Linked DNA regions of Mus musculus: region 2 is linked to region 1. The links are chromatin contacts, called in public HiChIP or PLAC-seq maps. All regions are on one chromosome and are shown on one strand. The core of a region is the stretch at or near the end of the contact, and the rest is flanking DNA. Distances in the headings are between cores, read along the strand shown. Region 1 overlaps Lrrc8d (leucine rich repeat containing 8D). Region 2 has its middle 15 kb from the start of Lrrc8d.

The links. HiChIP or PLAC-seq counts read pairs in DNA pulled down with a chosen protein or histone mark.
Region 2: a contact with region 1 is called in an HNF4G HiChIP or PLAC-seq map of pancreatic cancer cells. The contact joins two enhancer-like sites. A contact is called at or near these places in 2 of 39 promoter capture datasets (3T3-L1-derived adipocytes and trophoblast stem cells), 10 of 484 Hi-C or Micro-C datasets (3T3-L1-derived adipocytes, the C2C12 cell line, the N1E-115 cell line and 7 more), 10 of 115 datasets of contacts at active chromatin or transcription factors (bone marrow-derived macrophages, embryonic fibroblasts, embryonic hindbrain and 6 more) and 4 of 9 other capture datasets (adipose tissue, embryonic stem cells, liver and 1 more).

The regions. Positions count from the first base shown.
Region 1 is chr5:105,774,667-105,781,896 of GRCm38.p6, reverse strand. All of the region lies in intron 2 of Lrrc8d (leucine rich repeat containing 8D), which reads right to left. Among named protein-coding and RNA genes, the nearest start is that of Gm42166, 74 kb to the right of the region's middle. Within about 2 kb of position 2,421, at least 83 of the 459 cell types and tissues checked have an H3K27ac peak or open chromatin away from gene starts, as enhancers often do. A contact at or near this core is called in the N1E-115 cell line, pancreatic cancer cells and trophoblast stem cells, where this site is marked.
Region 2 is chr5:105,681,334-105,688,253 of GRCm38.p6, reverse strand. No RefSeq gene overlaps it. Among named protein-coding and RNA genes, the nearest start is that of Lrrc8d, 15 kb to the left of the region's middle. Within about 2 kb of position 3,138, at least 111 of the 459 cell types and tissues checked have an H3K27ac peak or open chromatin away from gene starts, as enhancers often do. A contact at or near this core is called in the N1E-115 cell line, pancreatic cancer cells and trophoblast stem cells, where this site is marked.

The DNA.
Region 1 (7,230 bases), core at 1,172-3,671:
GAGGCCACCCTGGTCTACAGAGTGAGTTCCAGGGCTACAAAGAAACTCTGTCTCAAAAAAAGTCCTAGATAGATAGATAGATAGACAGACAGACAGACAGACAGACAGACAGACAGATAGGGCTTTGAGTGTGTCTGTCAAGCACCTGAATTCTGTAACCACACTCTAGGCCATAGAAAGCCCTTGTGCTCTTTAAGTGCGCCAAGCCGCACACCTCAGTCCCTCAGCCTCTGTGGGACTGCATCCGCAGAGGCTGTCACTGCCTCTACTGTCTCTCCACTTCAGTCTCCTTCAACGATTACCTTCCTGCTGATGCCCTTCCTAACCAGCTCCCACCCACTGCAATGTTTTCAGAGCCCTTGTAACCACGTGAAGGATTTTTATGATTAATTTGCTTATGTGTCCATAAGGTAAGACCTTAGCATGTAGGAGAGTGCCCAAGGTCTCTGTGTAATTTACCTTTAAAACAAAACAAAACACCCACACTGGACTCGGTCTCTACAGCCCCAGAACTTCCTATTAGACCAGGCAACCCTCTATAGCTAAAATTCTTCCTACCAGTGCCACTTAGCTGCTAGGATCAAAGGTGTACACCCACCACCATGTCCTGCTGGCCTGTTTGTAAAGAGCAACAGAAGTGGAGTTCAGGTTCCAGGCAGCAGCACCTCTCTAAAACAGCCCAGTGCTTTTTGTGTCCTGAGCTTCCTATGGGCCAGGCACACATGGTGGATGGGCTGGAGGCCATGAGCCAGGGTGGGAAAGACCTGGGCAACAAGCCGTGTTGCTTACGACACTCAGCTTTTGAGCAATTCTCAGGTAACAGGCATTATACACAGGGAGATGCAGGCTGAGAGACCTGTAGGAGAGAGAGCCCAGGCCAGGGAGAATAACCAGGAGGGCAAGCAGTGTTCCAGAACTGGACTCTTCAGCCATGAGGACAGGCTAGAAGGCCTGTCCAGAAACACACAGCTGATATAAGGTCGCATGAAAAGCAGGATTTTAGCTCAGCACCAGACACGTTGCAAGAATGCTGGGTATTATGGTAATTATAATTGATATCATGGTTACTATGACTATTAATAAGAGAATTCTCCATCAGATGTTTTCCTAGCGAAGTATTCCAATTAACACATAAGAACTGAGTGGGGAAAATAGAAAACTCACCATCAGGCAAACACCGTGGAAATGGCCGAGAGGCCGGATGCTGAGCTCAGTGGGCAAAAGGATAATGAAAAGCTAGACAGCGGCATGGCCCACAGCGCTTCTCCATCACACACATACCGCGGTGGGAAAGGCAGCAGATTTACAATGGGCTGAGCACAGACTCTGTTATGTGCCGTCCCCAGTGACAAGATGCACCAGCGTTACGGCTGTCTGTGTGTCTTAATATGATAACCTGGGAAGAAAATGGCACTTCTGTGGCCTCTTTTTTTTTTTTTTTTTTCAAATCCCTTTTTTTAAAGATTTATTTATTTATTATATGTAAGTACACTGTAGCTGTCTTCAGACACTCCAGAAGAGAGAGTCAGATCTCCTTACAGATGGTTGTGAGCCACCATGTGGTTGCTGGGATTTGAACTCCTGACCTTCGGAAGAGCAGTCGGGTGCTCTTACCCACTGAGCCATCTCACCAGCCCTTTTTTTTTTTTTTTTTTTTTTTTTTTTTAAAGATTTTATTTATTTATTATATGTAAGTACATTGTAGCTGTCTTCAGCCACTCCAGAAGAGGGAGTCAGAGGGAGTCAGATCTCTTTAAGGATGGTTGTGAGCCACCATGTGGTTGCTGGGATTTGAACTCTGGACCTTCGGAAGAGCAGTCGGGTGCTCTTACCCACTGAGCCATCTCACCAGCCCCTTCTGTGGCCTCTTAACTAAAAAGTGTGAGGCTTCCATCCAATCATACCCGCCCAAACCATAAAGGCACAAAATACCAGCAGGCTTCAAGAGAATCTGAGGAACTACTAGGACTGAGGGAGGGGGGAGGTTAGGAGTTGTGTGAAATCTGCACAGGACAATGACTGATGGGAAAATTGGTGGAATTTAAGGTGGAAGATGACCCGATTGGTCAACATGGATGCTACCTTCCACTTCCACCATCATGAGACACACGAGACATTAACTTCTGGAGAAGCTGGGAAAAAGGTATCTGAGAATTCCATGCATGGTTTGCGTGATTTTCCTCAAGTCTAAAATGTTTCAAAACCAAAAACACTGAAATAATGGATGAAACAGAGCCAGGAACTGGAGATTCTGGCAGAGATACAGGGGATGAGGAGAGGCTGAGTCAGACCTGAATTCTGGCTTCTGGGATTCCAGACCAAAGGACTTAAGGAAAATAGACAAAAGTGTACCTAGCCCAGGGCTACGAATACCAGAACCTTGACTCTAACCAGAAAGAGAACTGTTCTGGTTTGAACAGTGGCTCGAGGGTGGAGTTGGTCCAGTTCCTGGTGACTCAGCCACAGAGCTAAGCATTCACTAACAAGTCCTTGCAACACGGAGGCCCCAGGCCTGGGTGCCTAGGGTGTGGTGTACTCCTCCTACGATGCTCCTGGAGCATTTTGGATGAGAGCAGGGGAAAGGGACCCAAGGAGACGGAGGTCTCACTATTTAGACAAGGCTAGCCTTAAATGCATAATCCTCCTGCTTCAATTTTTCTTGTGTTGTGAGTTTCTGGAGCCCCTGTTTAAAATAAACATTTAAGAAAATATAATACAGTTTTAGGTTTACAGAAAAGTTAGGAGTATTACCAAGGGTTACAATTTATCTCATACTCAGTTTCCCCTGTTGTTAAGGTCTCACATCAGTGTGGCACATTTGTCAAAATGTATCCAATACAAACAGCAAGACACAGTAATGTTCACATTCTGTTGATTTCCTAGGGCTACTTTCTATCTAGGATCCCATGCAGGGCATGTGACATTCATTACTGCCTACTTCTGAGGTTCCTATTGTTTCCTACAATTTCTTGGCTTTTTTTGTTTGATAGCCTCGACCGTTTAGAGAAGTGTTGGTCAGGTATGAACTTCCACTGACATTTGTCTGACGTTTTCATCATGGTTTTAAGACTATGGGTTTTAGGGAGGTGAAAGGTTACCCCACTTTTTGCTATGAACAATGTGTGGTTTTGTTTTACAATAAAAGCTATGGTATGTGTGCTTGTTTGCATGTGATCTTGTCAATCTCAAACATATTTCCTTTTATTAAGTGGGCTGCACAAGTGTCATTTTTATGGGCTGTGAATACACTCTGCTTCAAAATAAAAGCCAAAGGAGACTAAGGATGTAGCTATTGACGGGAGCTAGACAAAGTATCTCAACATGGCGATCTCCTGTGAAGAAAGACCAAGTCACGAAGAAGTCATCTAAATGTCCAAGAGACATTTGTTCCACCTTAGGAAAACCCATGTAACAGAAACTGGAGGACACAAAAACTGACTGCCTGCTCGGCCTCCGTAGTCTGAAGTCTGAGGGAGGAGGTGCTTTCCTATCCAGGATTTGTGTTCATTCCAGCTAAGTAAACAGAGAGGAGGACAGACCGACGTACCCATGACAGCAGCAGGAGGGTCTTCAGAGCTGCTGTGTAGTGCCCTTTGCTGTCCTTCAGGGGCCAGAACACAGTAAAACCTTCTAATAGAAATAGTCCGCTATCAGAACACACAGATACAATTATAAAACTACGGTGTCCTAATGTCCTATGATTTATTACGAAGGAGAAATAAAATGGGGGAGGGGAGCACTAGTTACCATGGTCAAGGCCCTGGGTTTGATTCCCAGTCCAACGGTAACAACAAAGGGAGGAAGAGGGTCTGTGTCAAGATCCAAATTTTCTTGGTCATTCTTTAAAGGAAGATGGATGTCCAGGCTCTCACAACCCATAGTTCATGCACATGTAGGAATACTTCTAGATAGAATAAACACTATGTATAGTGCTTTAGGCAGGAAGACCCACGTGAGTGGACGTCACACAGGCAATACTGACTCGACCAATGCCTGATGTGACTGAGGAAGAGAGCTTGTGTGAAGCAGTCATGGGAAATGAAGGAAGGGGAAGGGTTTATTTAACCAGAGGTCAAAGGGCACGGAAGCCCGAAGGGAGTTAGGCTTTATGTAGTAGGTAATAGAGAGTACAGATTCACACTGACATGAAAGTGCTTTAGAAAGTGAAATTCCTGGCTCGGAGACACAAGGAAAGCTGGGTGTGGTGGCTCTCGCCCAGAAGCCCAACTCTGAAGGGTGAAGCCGGACACAGCCTTGAGTTCGAGACAGGAGAGGGTGAGTGTGGGGCAGAGAGAGGGCTGCAGCTAGAACTCTGCAGGAAACGGAGAGGCTGGGGCAGAAGCTGAGAGGTTGTGTTCAAAAGGGGCAACCTTGGTGGGAACTGTGATAGCTTTAAAAAGAAACAAAGACCAGGGCAACAAGGTCACACTGGGAAATCTGCGGGGATCCTAGTGTCATCTAGTTATTCATTTGCAGACTGTTCTCTGGGTCAGGCTGTGTGTGCTGGGGCTTAATAAGTCTCACTTCTCTCTTCACCCTCCCAACTCGGGGAGAAACTATTGCTCTAGTTCACGATGGGGACGTGGATGTACAGAGCAGCTTGTGGGAGTCTCTCTGCTTAGAACCAGAGCTCACGTTTGCCAAATTCCACAGCTCTTACCCCCACGTTACCGCCCCAGGGTCAAGCGTGAAAAAGCAGCAGCATTCCCTAAATAAAGGCACTGCTCTGGATGCCCTGCCCCGCCCTGCCTCGCCCCTGCTTCCACTAGGGCAGAGCATCATAGATGCAGCTTCTGATATGTGGATGTGGATAAACACAGCACTTAAGAGTGCTAAGCAGGTGTTCGGTATTATTTTTAATTATTAAGTGGGAGTTTTCCTCCTGTGACTAATATCTTGATATAGAAAGGGCCCCACCTCACCTAGACTACTTCTTCTGCAGCTCACTCTGAAGACGAACATATTAAAGGCTTACTGTAAGAACATTTTCCCTCAAGGCACTCCGGGGCCTAGATGAAAATCCCTCCCGTAGTTTCAGGTGCGGACTGTGGCCTGACAGATACTCCTCCAACACAATGACCTACTTTCCCAGCAGTGAGAAAGCAAGAAAATGTTAGCGTAGACCAACCAGCCTCCTGCTTTGTCTTCCTGCAAATCATACCTGGAGAATATGAGCAATGCTGATCAAAGCGAGAGGGCTGAGGTCTCCACCCTGTGCTGGGGCTGGAGTCAGCGGAGAGCTGGGTGCTTAGAGGTGGCAGCCACTGGGGCATGCACAGAGGACCATGCTTTCCCAAGTCCTGTCTTCACTGACAGCCACACACTACTGTGTGGGGAGCAGACACTGAAGTATTATTTTACAAAGGAAGTAATTAAGGCCTCCAGAGACCTGCATCTTCGACACGGTCACTATGCCAACGACACCACTTGGACTATATATGATGCTGTGGGGCACACTGGGGGTGTCCATCAGCACCCCCCCCCCCCACACACACACACACATCTCTTCCAGACAAACTGTGTGTCTTAGTCAGGGTTTCTATTCCTGCACAAACATCATGACCAAGAAGCAAGTTGGGGAGGAAAGGGTTTATTCAGCTTACACTTCCACGTTGCTGTTCATCACCAAGGAAGTCAGGACTGGAACTCAAGCAGGGCAGGAAGCAGGAGCTGATGCAGAGGCCATGGAGGGATGTTCTTTACTGGCTTGCTTCCCCTGGCTTGCTCAGCCTGCTCTCTTATAGAACCCAAGACCACCAGCCCAGAGATGGTCCCACCCACAAGGGGCCTTTCCCCCTTGATCACTAATTGAGAAAATACCCCACAGCTGGATCTCATGGAGTCATTTCCCCAACTGAAGCTCCTTTCTCTGTGATAACCCCAGCCTGTGTCAAGTTGACACATAAACCAGCCAGTACATTGTGTGAGCAGTACTAGTCCCCACAGCCCAGAATTCATAGCAGAGGCCAGCATTCTGAGACCTCTTTCTAGCAAAAAAGTTGGCTGAGAGAGTGGGACTTCCTAGGACTCAAAAGCCCACCAGTCTCTTTCCCACCATGACCTCTGACCTGGGTGTGAGTTTCTTTTCATTCTAAAACCCGAACCCCTGTTGTGATCCCACAACTTCTCCAACTGGATCACCACAGTACCATCTACCATCAAAAGCAGTTTCTAGAAGCAGCTTTGGGATAGCCCTTTATAAACCCCAGTACTTTCTAAAGAAAGTCTAAATAAACTCTCAAGGCTGAAAGTCCTCACCTGCCACATTTCTGCTTCAACTCTTTCCTCCACGTGTCTTAGGGGCACCTACAAACTGAAGTCCCGGGTGCTTCTATGGCACTTCGGGTGCTTGGCCAGCCTCCTCCTTGCTCCTGTGGACTGTTTTCCCAGACCTGAATCAAATGTCACTCATTCTGCAAGAATCACTATCATGACCATACATTGATGTCTACCTTGCAATCAATAGTTATTGGTTCATGAACTCAATTAACAGTAATGAAGTTTCTGATACCAGCATTTTACTGGGAATACACAGATGGAATATTTTACTACAATGAAAATTATTACATAGTAAAAAGTTCACATCATAGAATGTACATGAATGTCTCCTAAGGGCATAGAGTGAATGTGTGTGAAATATATATGTTCCTTTGGGTGTGTAGACCTGTGTGCAGATGTGCATACACCTGTGGAGAGGCTGTCTTCCAGAATTATTCTCCACCTTCCTTTTTGAGGCAGGGCCTCTCTCTCCATTTGGCTAGGCTGGCTGCCAATGAGCCACAGGTATCCACAGGTCTCCTCGTCCCCTTAGCACCAGGAATACAGATGCCCGCTGCCACTGCACCTAGCTTTAAGTGGGTGCTGGGGTCTGAATTCAGGTCATGTTTGTGTAGAAGACACTTGACTACAAGTCTGTCCCGCATCACATCTGTGGACTCACAGAACTTGATAGACTTCTCAGTTAAAACAAAACAAAGCAACAACAACAAAACAACCAGAGGTGATTGTGATGGGTAATCCTGACTACTGACTGGGTTGGATTAGGAACGCCTGATGTATTCCCGAAGCGCATCACTATGCCTGTCTGTGATGCCGCTTTAGAGACGATGATTAGACTCTAAGGGCTCTGATCTCACACAGGGATTAGCCCCGGAAGGAGCCATATGACGGCGTTATTGTGGGATGAGTAAAGGCAGGAGGAAGGCTACTGGGAGAGTGTCACTGGCGGTT
Region 2 (6,920 bases), core at 1,889-4,388, 94 kb after region 1:
AAAAAAAAATCCCACTGTGTACACAGAGCATATTTTCTTTATGCATCCTCTGTGGTTGAGCACCTACGTTCTAGAACTTGAAAGTAACAAATGGTATCCAGTATAAATTGGTGTGCTAATGAATCTGTGTGTGTTTGTCATTTTATTTTATTTTTATTTTTTGGCTCTTTTACTTTGATTTTGAGAAAGGATTTTGCTATATAGCTTCAGTCTGGCAATCCTCCTGCCTCGGCTTCAACTTATCTGCATTATCTTATTTACTCACTAGCAGTCCTAAGTGCAAGTCCTGGGTAGAGCACTTGTTATCTGTGTCAGGCAAAGGACCCTCCCCTGGTTAAATTATAATTAACTCCGGGTGCTAGGACGGAAAGCTGTAAACAAGGCTGCTCTGACAGCAGACATTGGCTGTCTTGAAGTTTTGGAGGTGAAGTCCAAGATCAACCTGCTAGAAGGCTCACTGTCTTGTGACATCTTTACCCTTAGGTTGCTGTTGTTTGCTTTTCCCTGTGTCCCCACATGGCCTTTGACCATGAGGCATTCTGCGATGCCTCATCTTAGGGCACTAGTCCTACCCTAACCGCCTTATTTAGCCTCAGTTATTCTGATAGAGATTCCTTCTCCAAAGCTGCTACACCACGCTGGGGATTAGGGCTTCATGTATGAACTGGGGGCGGGGCACAGACATTTAGCATTATGAGTAGGTTCTTCAGCAGTAAAATGGAAATGACTGGTGCTTGACATTGGGGAGAGCTCAATAACATGAGCAACGTGCTCAGGAGAGGCCCGGCCCGGAGCACCATCCGCACGGTCTCCAGGGTGGCCTTGGTATCAGTCCACCTGGAAACTCGCTGACTCTCGGTAGCATCATTAGCAAGGGGCTAAGGTGGCCCAGCAGACGCTTTGTGAAATCTACAGCCTGGCTTTGTCCCATCATCCTTCAGGGCTTCCCAAGGCCTTTTTACAGACACAACACACAATGTGGAGATCAAACATGGACTTCCCGTATGCTAAGCAAGCACTCTATTGACCAAGCTACATCCTCGCACAATGTACCAATGATAAGATCCAGAGTCATTTGAATTCTCCCAAGAGTGGGATGGAATCATTTCTTCTTTCTTGCTAACAGTTAAACACACCGACATAGGGATCTTGAGATGGCTCCGTCGTAACCATTACAGGTTCAGTTTCAGGAACTGGATGTGGCTTTTGATTATTTTTCTTTAACGTTAGGGATCCAAACCAGGACACACACCAGGCACCTGCTTTGTCAGTGAACCCACTTCCATATGCATTCTGATTCTCCAGGGTCTAGCATAGCATCAGTCACATCCAAGGACGAAAAGAAATATGTGTCCAGTTCAACAACACTAGATCGACAGGGAAAATGAAGGTGGTGAAATAGCTATGACGTCACAGCTCCTCTGGGGGTCCCACCCTGACTCCTGACCACAGGGTGGCACACTTTCCGTGCTTATATAAATCAAGATAGTTCAGCTTTTAAAAAGGGAATCCTGTATCCTAGGCTGGCTCTAGACTCACTACACAGCCAAAAATGGCGTTGGTTTTTTGTTTTCCTGTTTCTACCTCCTAAGTGCTAGGATTATAGGCTTTCACCTAAATCGGGGTGGGGGTGGGGGTGGTTAGAGCCTTGTGCCCTCTAGGCGAGCCACCTTTCAACCGCATCCCCAGTCCTACAGCTGCCACTTTTGAGAAACAAATGTGTAGAAATGAAGCATCCTGAGAAAATGTTTGAAGTAGCAGTAACAAATGCAAATCTGGGTGGATGGCGTAATACAGAAGTGTGAACTCATTCAAATGAATGCAAGCAGAGGCACCCGGACTCAGAGCTCACCAGCTACCCACACCGTAATCATGATAACCACTCAGGATGCTTAATAAATGAACCGGATATTAACCCAGCCTTGGGATCACACTGTGTATAGGGCTTGGCGCCTACAAATAGGACTTGAGGTGTTTCTGACCCCTGCAAAGAATTATGAGCCAGTGTGAGGCAGCATTTAGGAGCTCCCCTTGCAGCATAGGAAGCCCTAGGAGTCAGGGTCAATACAGAGTCCTCTAAAGACACACAGAGGAGTGCTAAGAAGACCTTGGGTGGGGTGGCCGTGGGGTGGGGGAGGGGAGCTCACTGGCCTCAGAAATGGCAAGAGAAGGGGGAAGGCACTTCCAGTTAGCAAGTGTGGAATGGAGCAAGAGAGAAATCCAGAAAGGTATTTGTGACTGTGACTGCAGGGAGACTGGCCAGCCAGGAGTCAAGGATGCGGAACAAGGGAGTTTCGATGTAAGAATCTTTTTTTTTTTTTTTTTTTTTTTTTTTTTTTTTTTTTCTCGAGACAGGGTTTCTCTGTGTAGCCCTGGCTATCCTGGAACTCACTCTGTAGACCAGACTGGCCTCGAACTCAGAAATCCGCCTGCCTCTGCCTCTCAAGTGCTGGGATTAAAGGCATGTGCCACCACTGCCTGGCTCGATGTAAGAATCTTAAAGAGTTCTGCAAATGAAGACACTGACTCAAACATCAACTATCCATGCCATTTGAAGAAGGCAGACAGTAAAATGCTCCTGTACTTAGGACTTTGAAAACATCGCCATCGCTCGCTTTTAGTATAACTTCAGTTTCTTCCTTCCCCCACCCCCCACCTCCGGTCCCACTCGTTCCGGCCCAAAGATTTTTTAAAATTTTATTTATTTATTTATTTATTTATTTATTTATGAATGATATGTAAGTACATTGTAGCTGTCTTCAGACCCACCAGAAGAGGGCCTCAGATCTCATTACAGATGGTTGTGAGCCAATGTGGTTGCTGGAATTTGAACTCGGACTTCTGGAAGAGCAGTCAGTGCTCTTAACCGCTGAGCCATCTCTTCAGCCCAGTTTCTTAATCTATAAAGCGGAGATAATTATACCAGTCCTGTTTTACTGAGATCTGAGACTAAATGGGAAAGGTCATTCCATTACTAGGGTGGGGCTGGTGTGGGGCTGGTGTGGAGCTGGGGTAAGGGTGGGGTGGGGATGGGGGTGGGGTGGTGATGAGGTGGGGGTGGGTGAGTGGCGAGCACTGGTTCGTAACCCATCAAGCAGCCCGTGACATTTGGCCTGGAGATGCTATCTGTAGATTTTTATTGCTCATTTCCTGTTTCATCCTTGCGTTGCCAGGTGTCTAGCTGCACTGGCAGGCTTTCTGGGCGTCTCTGCAGCCAGCCTTCTCGTGGTGCGCCCTCTAGTGTTGAATGCTTCAATGACTTAATCTAAATGTAAATGTGAGCGTGAAGACTCTGATTTACAAGGAAACTGTCCTTAGGAGTGCTAAATAATAATAATGGTGGTAATAATAATAATAATAATAATAATAATATTTTTAAAAGCTCTGTTTTATACATAATATGAAAGACAGCATTTTGGGGCAGGGTATCATGTAATCCACACAGAAGACCTTGAACTTCCTGCCTCCATCTCCCAAGTGTTGGGAGGACAGGCTTACCCCACCACGCCTGGCTTTTGGGAGTCTGGGAGTGGAACCCAGTGTTCCATGCATGCTAGACAGTTACCCTGCCAACTGAGCTACATCCCTAGCCCCACAAAACGGCTTCTTGTTGTTGCTGTTGTTTATTTATTTTTGTTTTTGTTGTTTGTAGGCAGGGTCTCACTGTGTATTCCTGCTGGCTTGTAACTCCCTTTGTATACCTGAATGACCTGGACCTAACAGTGACCAACCTGCTTCTGTCTCCTAAGTGCTGGGCATAAAGACTTGTGTCAGCACACCCAGTTGTTGCTGGCTTTGTTTTGTTGTTTGCTTGTAAATAAGGTCTCACAGCTTATCTCTAACAGGCCTGGAGCTTGTAGAGATTCTCTTGGCTCTGTCTCCTAGGTGCTAGGGTGAAAGGCAGGCACACCACACCCAGGGAGGTCAGCTCACTTGGTGTTGCTCATGTGTTTATTGGTGCTGGAATCTCCCTGACATATTTAACCTGTCTAGACCTCTGTTTCCTCATCTGTCAGGGTAAGGTCTCCTGGGTCACAGCCCTTGTTTGTCTTCATAGTCATCATGATTGGCTTTAGGATCACCATGGAAACAGACCTCTGGGGCAGCGGATTTGTTTTTCAGAGAGTTTAACTGAGGAGAAACTCAGCTGGGGTTCCAGGACCAGTGAACCTGAGGCTGTGAGGGGAATCTTGGTACTTCTCTCTGCCTGCTTCCTCACCAGCCTCAGGACCAGCTGCTTCTCACAGTGTCCCCCCACCCTTCCCCCACCGCCAGGTCACGCACTGTTCTCTCCAGCACCAGCCGGAGGAAACCCTTTCTTCCTTAAGTTAGTTTCATCAGGCATTTTGCAAAAGCAATAGAAGAAGTAATTACATTTTGAGAGCAAAAAACAAAAACAATCGGTTAAAATGTTCTCAAAAGCTGTTAAGGCGCTACAGAAATACGAGGTGAGGAAATAGATCATGCGCTAGTCTAATTTTTCTGAACAGTGTATAGGAAACAGACATGTCTTAATTTTGTCTTTTCTTAAGCAGAAGAGGCCTACGTCAACATTATTGTGGATATTAATAAGAAATATATAGGACAGTGGTTCTCAGCCTTCCTAACAATGCAACCCTTTAATACAGTCCCTCATGTTGTGACCACCAAACATAAAATTATTTTTTGTTGCTACTTCATAGCTAGTTTTGTTACTGTTGTGAATTGTAATGTAAATATCTGTGTTTTCCAATGGTCTTAGGTGACCAATGGTCTTCATACCCCCATGAAAAGGTCGTTCCTCCCCAAATTTGTTGATACCTACAGGTTAGAACCACTGATGTAGAAGCTGTAGTCAGGAGACAGCTCAGTAGACAAGCTCAAGTGTGAACTTGAGTTCAAATTGCCAACACCCACAGGAGAAGCTGAGTGCGGTGGCGCCTGTGCCTGTGACCCAGTGTGTCAAGGGCAGAGAGACAGGAGGACCATGGAGTTTGAAGCTGCTAGGCCAGCATAGTTCAGGGAGGGAGGAGACCTGGGAGAAGCAATGGGGAGAGTAATACTACTCAGACATGAGAGTGCACACTTGAACACACTCGCACACACACACACATATACCATATTACAAACTCACACACACATGCACACATATCTGTGCATATACCGCATCACACATACATACATGCATACATATATGCATATGCCACATTACACATATGGGTATGCATATATCACATAATGCATACATGTGCATATACCACATCTTACACACATGTGTGGATATTCCACATTATACACACATGTGCATACATATCTCTGTATATACCACATTACATATATATGTGTATTACCACATTATACACACATTTGTGCATATACCACATCTGTGTATATACCATACCACACACACACACACATATGTGGGTATGCTACATTACACATATGTGTGTACATATATCACATTATGCATACATGTGTGTATATACCACATCTCACACACACATTTTTATACACATGTGTGTGCACATACCACATTACACACACATACATGCACACACATGTGCATTGCCACATTATACACACATTTGTGCATATACCACACACACACACACAAAACCTGAAAACAAATTCTAATTTGTAGCCTAGTGAAGCTGTTCAAGCCCCGCCGTCAAAGCCAGAAAGCTGTTGGTGATTGAAATAGTCTTGTTCAATTTGGCTGCCCAGCTGTGTCTTCTGTCTCTGGTGAAGGTTTGCATAAACAACAGAGAAGAGTGCCTCAAGGGGTTAGCAGTCTCGTCCACAGTACTTACAGAGCAGATGGAGAAGAGCCTTCTGCATCTCTGGGGTACCTCATGGCCTGGTTCTTGTCTATATTTTGAAAAATCAGTTTCCAACCTGTGCTGACCGAAGGGAAGGGCCCAGGTTTCGGAAAAATGCTGATGAGAGCCTCTGACCCCCACCCTTCTTTCTATTGTTGTCTCCCTGGCTACGGTGAGGTGCAGCATCTGAAGTGGTGATGAGCTGGCTCATTCCGCCCACATTTCTCTTTTTAAACCTGAGGATTCCCAGCAGCAAACTACTTAGCATGAGATGCATTCATTTCGAGCCTTAGTGACCAAACGGTGGCATTTGATGACTGCGCAGCGGTGAAGTTCCTGGGACACGGGAGCAGAAAAGTGAACACACTTTGCTCAGGCTTCCCACGGCACAAAGAAGTCCCCGGGAACATGCTGACTGAAGCGTCATGTCTCGCTCTACAGTCCCTAGCCCCCAAGAATCCTTATTCCAGTGTGGCTTATGGGAAATCCTCAAGAATTGTAATTTCTGACTGTTTCCTTTCTTTTGAGACAGAGTATCCATATCCCAAGCTGGCCCTGAACCTACTGCATAGTGGATGATGCTATGGTTGTGGTACGCAGGACGGAACCCAAGGCTCCCTGCATGCCAGGCAAACACTCTAGCAGCTGAACTGACATAACACCCCAGCCTGTCTGCTACTGTCAGTAGAACAAGTATAACCCATCTTTTCAAAGTGGATGCATATGTTTACTGAGTTAGGGTCTCATCCAGGCACTCGCTGGCTCCAAATCATCCTCCTGCGCTAGGATTAAGGCCAGTGCCACCGTGACCGGCTCTCATAGCATACTTTTCCCTCTTGAGACAGTTCAATATAGCCCAGGTTAGCCTTGAACTTGCTATGTCTCTGATGATGACCTTCAATCCCAGGTCCTCTTGCTCTTCTTCAGTGCTTGATTGCATATGTATATCCCATGCCTGATGTATGAGTTTCTAAGGGTAGGCCCTTAGACGTCATGCACACCAGGAAGGGCTGTGCTATATGAGGTGCATCCTCAGCCCCGTGATCCTTTCTAGGGACATCAAGTTGGAGTCATGAGAATTAAATCATAAATATGGCCAGGTGTAGTGAGCCATGGCTTTGA